Linked DNA regions of Sus scrofa: region 2 is linked to region 1. The links are chromatin contacts, called in public HiChIP or PLAC-seq maps. All regions are on one chromosome and are shown on one strand. The core of a region is the stretch at or near the end of the contact, and the rest is flanking DNA. Distances in the headings are between cores, read along the strand shown.

The links. HiChIP or PLAC-seq counts read pairs in DNA pulled down with a chosen protein or histone mark.
Region 2: an H3K27ac HiChIP or PLAC-seq map of alveolar macrophages shows a contact between it and region 1. The contact joins two enhancer-like sites. A contact is called at or near these places in 1 of 5 promoter capture datasets (fetal liver), 1 of 47 Hi-C or Micro-C datasets (embryonic fibroblasts) and 2 of 2 datasets of contacts at active chromatin or transcription factors (alveolar macrophages and skeletal muscle).

The regions. Positions count from the first base shown.
Region 1 is chr12:47,161,599-47,164,298 of Sscrofa11.1, reverse strand. The region is part of intron 4 of VPS53 (vacuolar protein sorting-associated protein 53 homolog); the gene reads right to left. Among named protein-coding and RNA genes, the nearest start is that of VPS53, 21 kb to the right of the region's middle. Within about 2 kb of position 1,433, at least 2 of the 83 cell types and tissues checked have an H3K27ac peak or open chromatin away from gene starts, as enhancers often do. A contact at or near this core is called in alveolar macrophages, where this site is marked.
Region 2 is chr12:47,349,211-47,351,910 of Sscrofa11.1, reverse strand. All of the region lies in intron 2 of RPH3AL (rab effector Noc2), which reads right to left. Among named protein-coding and RNA genes, the nearest start is that of C12H17orf97, 20 kb to the right of the region's middle. Within about 2 kb of position 1,445, at least 5 of the 83 cell types and tissues checked have an H3K27ac peak or open chromatin away from gene starts, as enhancers often do. A contact at or near this core is called in alveolar macrophages, where this site is marked.

The DNA.
Region 1 (2,700 bases), core at 184-2,683:
AAGTGAAAGATACCTCTCTACTCAGGATGACTCGACAAAAAGTCCCCACGAATCAGTCCACATTCCCGGGATCTTGACGACCTGAGACTCTCTGAAGTACTTCGCGGCTTCTAGTGAGCCTTTCTGATGACAGGCAGAAACACACTACACAGTAGTGCTACTCCTTCCCCCGGTAGTGAGTGAGGACCAGTCACACACGTCACGCTTGAAAGAACTTTAAAGGGACACACACTGGTCAAAATGACGTTCTACAGTAAAGAGCTTTTGTTTATTTACAACTAATAAATAATCTCCCACAGACCAGTCAATATAGTTGAATAAGATGTTACTGCAGGTAAACTATGTATTCTGAGAAGTTCGAAGAGGAAGAAGAGAGAGTTTTTGTTTCAAGGAGCTTAGATACCGGTCGAAGGGATGAGATGTGTGCCCAGGAAGTCACAGGAGATCACGAAGGCCACGTGAAAAGCACAAGCACCGGGCTGTGGGAGTCTGTGGGCAGGAAGAATTTCCCTCTAACTGACAGATAGTGGGATCGATCTTCTCAGGCATAAAATGAGAGGAGTGGACCAGATGGGTTCCAAGAGGACCAAATTCAGATTCCTCTGATGTATCCAGATGAGCCGAAAAGAAAATTTCACAAAACAAGTAGTATTTGAGCTGGGTAAGACTATGAAATGAAGCCACCAGAAGAGAAAGAGGAGAGAAAGCAGTTCAGGCAAAAAGAAGAATGTAAGCACAGGTCCAGACAGCAGAGGGCACGCGTGCTGAGCACTGAGCTTTCACTGCAGATGGATCCCAGCAGGAGACAAAATTGGAAAGGTGGCCACAGGCCTTGAAGACCATGCGAAGGAACTTTAAATTAGTTGACAGAGGGAGTTCCCGTTGTGGCTCAGCGGGTTAAGAACCTGACTAGTAACCATGAAGATGTGGGTTCAATCCCTGGCCTCACTCAGTGGGGTTAAGGATCCAGTGCTGCTTCAGGCTGTGGCACAGGTCACAGGGGTGGCTCGGATTCTACGTTGCTGTGGCTGTGGTGCAGGCCAGCAGCTGCAGCTCCGATGTGACCCTTAGCCTGGGAACTTCCACATGCCTCGGGCACTGCCCTAAAAAGACAAAAATAATTAAGCAGATAAAAATAAATTAAAAATTAGTAGGCAGAGGCCACTGGGGTTTCTGAAGAGGCAGATGATGTGACCAGACAGAGACAGCAAAGTTCAAAAGCAGAGTGAGGCTGGAGGGCTGGCGGGCTGTGACTCTACTGTGTCTAAGGGCTCTACTTACAGGGGCCTCACCCCAGGGAAGCCATGCTTCGAGGGAGAAACCTAAACGGACAAAAATCCGAGCAATAAGGACCAGGAAATAGGATGAGCTTTAGAAACCACTATGTCTACACGCAAACACGGGTGATGACGACGTGGAAGATGGCAGACTACTTACAAAGTGGCCGACGGAAGAGGATGAGTAAGATGGAAAAGAGTCATCAAATGGACGGAAAAGAGGGAAGTGGTTAAAACTAAAAATGTAAGAGAAAAAGAAAGAGACTCGTAACACCGGTGAGCTGCCAGAGGAAAGAGGAGTATGAGAGATCAGAGGGTTACACGCCGGACCCCCCAAATTTGGGCAGCATAATGAACAGTTGAAGAAATGGGCTGTATAAAATAAGGTTAAAGAGGACAAATAACAGAATTGAAAGGCGCACAACCAACCTCAGTTGGCGTTGAGGAGGGAGGGCCAGACACTGTCGGAGGAGGCGGCTACGCTAGGCATGCTCAGCATTTCTGTCATGAGAGCAATTCTGAAATACGATGTCTAAGCGGAAGACGAGAATCCAAACGAAAAGGAAGGTGGTTAACAGATAACATCTGGCCCCTCAATCACTGAAGAATCCCTCCTCCCCCTCCTCCTGCCTCCCGACAGCCCTCCGCAGCTAGACCCCCGGAAGAACTACACCACTTTGAAATGCACCTACCGTGACCTGCTGGGCAAACTAGGTATGAAGAAGTAGAGCTGTGTCAGGGTACTACTATTTTCTTTTTTGTTGTTGTTCAAGATAATCAACTCTATTTTCATCTTGCTTTTAAACAAATCTGATTGAGGTCAACTACACAGAAAACTTACCACTTTAACCATTTTTTTTTCTTTTGGCCATACCCATGGCATGTGGAAGTTCCTGGGCCAGGGGTCAAACCTGCACCAGTCCAGCCATCTTAACCATGTTTTATTGAGCAGTTTCACTGACACTGTTGTGCAACCATCACCGTCACCCATCCCTATAAATTCTTTTCATCTGGTAAAACTGAAACTCTATACCTACTGAACACTAACTCCCCGTTCTCTCCCAGCCCCCAGCAACACCATTATTACCCTTCATGCCTTGATGATTTTCACAGCCTTCTAAGCACCTCGCATAAATGGAATCATCTGATATTTGTCTGTTTGTGACTGGCTTATTTCACTTAGCATCATGCCCTCAGGGCTCATCCAGACTGTAGCACAATGCAGAATCTCCTTCCTTCGTATTTGTTTATTTTATATATTTTTTGGCTTTTTGCCTTTTCTAGGGCCGCTGGCCAGGGATCAAACCTGCAACCTCATGGTTCCCAGTCGGATTCGTTAACCGCTGCGCTACAATGGGAACGCCGAATCTCCTTCCTTTTTAAGGCTGAATAATACTCTGCTGTATGCATACACCACACTTTG
Region 2 (2,700 bases), core at 196-2,695, 190 kb before region 1:
CTCTTTTGCGTCTGGCTCCTCTGCTCAGTGTTTGCGGGTTCATCCCTGTCGTTCCGCGTGGCGGCGAGCTGTCTCGAGGGACAGCGTTCTACTGCACATATTCACCCCGATGTCCCCGGCCACTCTACCGCCACCGGACACTGGCGGTTCCAGTTTGTCGGCTCTTGCAGAGAGTGCTGCCGTGAACATGCTAGTACACATCTTTTCATTGCAGCCTTTTGCCTCTCCGAAGACATAAAATGTTGAAAATCACTGCTTTAAATCACATCTTGAGAAAGACCAACCTGCTCTACATCTCCAGTTCACCCTTTCCTTCATTAAATGCGGTCTTCCCACTGGCTATGCAGCACCGAGTAAAGAGCACTGGCCACAGGAGTCAGACTTCCTAGGACTAAAGCCCTACTCTACCACCTACTGGCTGTGCATCCTTGGGCAAGCCCTTAACCTCTCTGTGCATTACTTTCCTTACCAATAAAATGGAGAAAACAACAGTACTTCTGTCTTCATTTGGTTGAGGATTAAACATGGGAACAAGGTCTACATAAGCTAAGAACCCCTCGGCGTTAGTGGCTATTACTACTGCCAAAGGCACCCGGTCTTTCTCAGCACCCCTGAGGCCCCCTGCTCTGGCAGCCCCCTGCCAGGATAGCTGAGCAAGGCCCTCACATCGGAGGAGACACCAACTGCAGACAAACAATTCCGCCACCACCCACGGGAACAGAGCTGTACCCACGTGCCCGCCCTACGCCAGACTGCGCTCTTCCCTCGGCCTCTCCTGTCATCAAGGATGCGTGAAGGCCACAGCTACTGTCCTTTTACCCACAGGGCACTGGATCTCACTCAAAATGTGACCTAAACCAGGGGCGCCGTTCGGGGTCATTACTAATGGTGTGCCAGCAGCCTAGGGACAAGCTGCTGGGGCACTAACAGTGCCCAGAAATCACAGCCTGCAAAAAACCCCAATGGCTCCGATGTCCATGCAAAAGGAAGAGCGGAGCGAAGCATTTGATGGTTTTGTGTAGGAGACAGAGATGGAAAACGCCCCTCGAAGCACTCGGTGCAGAGACCTAGGAGCCAGAGCGGGGCCTTGCACTACCAGTTGCCATGGCAACTGTTTTTCACAAGAGGAACTTGTTTTCATATGACAGTGACCTGTGGACAGAAGGGAAGCACAGCTCCTAAGAAACTTAACTGGAGGCGCTCCTGTTTGGAGGGTGGCATTGATTTCTGCATCAAAAAAACAAAAGGCATTCAAAAGTGTCCTAAGCGACAGAAATGACCTGAGGGCTCCTCGCAGTTCTCTGTTCCACAACTCTCACGCACGCGCACACACACACACGCACACACACACACACACTCACACAAAAACACAGCCTGTGTCAAAGGCCTCTGGGGCAGTTGTCACAGCTTCTCTGAGTCACTGGTCCCGCCCTTAACCATCTGTTGTGTTTCAAAATCCTTTCCTTGGAGTTCCCGCTGTGGTGCAACGGGATCAGTGGCAAGGCTATAGTACCAGAACGCAGGTTCCATCCCCACCTGGCACAGGGTTAAAGGATCTGGCGTTGCCACAGCTGTGGCATTGGTCACAAGTGCAGCTGTGATCTGATCCCTGGTCCAGGAACTCTATATGCTGGGGATGACCAAAAGGGAAAAACAAAACAAAACAAAAAACCTAAAACAAAGTCCTTTTCTTTCTTTTTTCTTTTTTTTTCTTTTGAAGGCTGCACCCGCGGCATATGGAGGTTCCCAGGCTAGTGGTCAAATTGGAATTACAGCTGCCAGCCTACGTCACAGCCATGCCAGATCCGAGCCAGGTCTGTGACCTACATCACAGCTCAGAGTAACGCCAGATCCTTAACCCACTGGGCGAGGCCAGGGATCGAACCTGCAACCTCATGGTTCCTAATCAGATTCGTTTCCACTGTGCCATGATGGGAACTCCCAACAAAGTCCTTTTCTTAGTCCAGTGGAGTTCCAAGCAACCAGTACACCTGCACACCAAAGGACCAGGTACCAAAGGACTTGTAACACACTGCGGACTGAGGCTTATGCTTTTCTGGAAAAACTGCAAATCCAAGTATCAGGAAACAGCCTCCAAAGTCAGACAGACTGGAGTGCCAAGCTATGTGCTGCCCACCTACAAGCTGTGTGGTGTAGACAGGTCCCTGGACCTCGCTGGGGTCATATCCTCACGGGCAGAACGAAGCCAAGGAGCCTGGCACCCTGCCCCCTGGGGGTGGCAAGGATAACGCACAGGAGGGGTGCTGCAAAGAGCAGCACAGGCCGGCACATGCCGACCACCCAATAAAAGGCTGCTGTGATTTAAGAGCTGGAAAAGTGTCTCTCTCAGCCTTGATACAATCAGAGGCTAATAGCAGAGAAAAAAGTATTAAGTTGGGTGGACGGACTGTAAATGAATCCAGCCGTGAGCCCAGCAGGAGCACCAGGCAGTGGGAATCCGGGCGACTAAAACAGTCCTGGAGGGAGGTGGGATCTGAACCAGACTCTGAAGGATGACAGGACGTCTTCTTGGAGGTTTGGGGGAGGAATTCCTTTACTGACAGCCAGCAGGGTACCCAGCCCCAGGGCCCAGGAGGAAGGGAAGAGGCTTCCAGGACACATAGGGACCTGCCATCTGGGGACAGTCAGCTGTGGTCCCCAGGGCGCAGTGGGGTGGGAAGACCAGGACAGGGGCCCTGT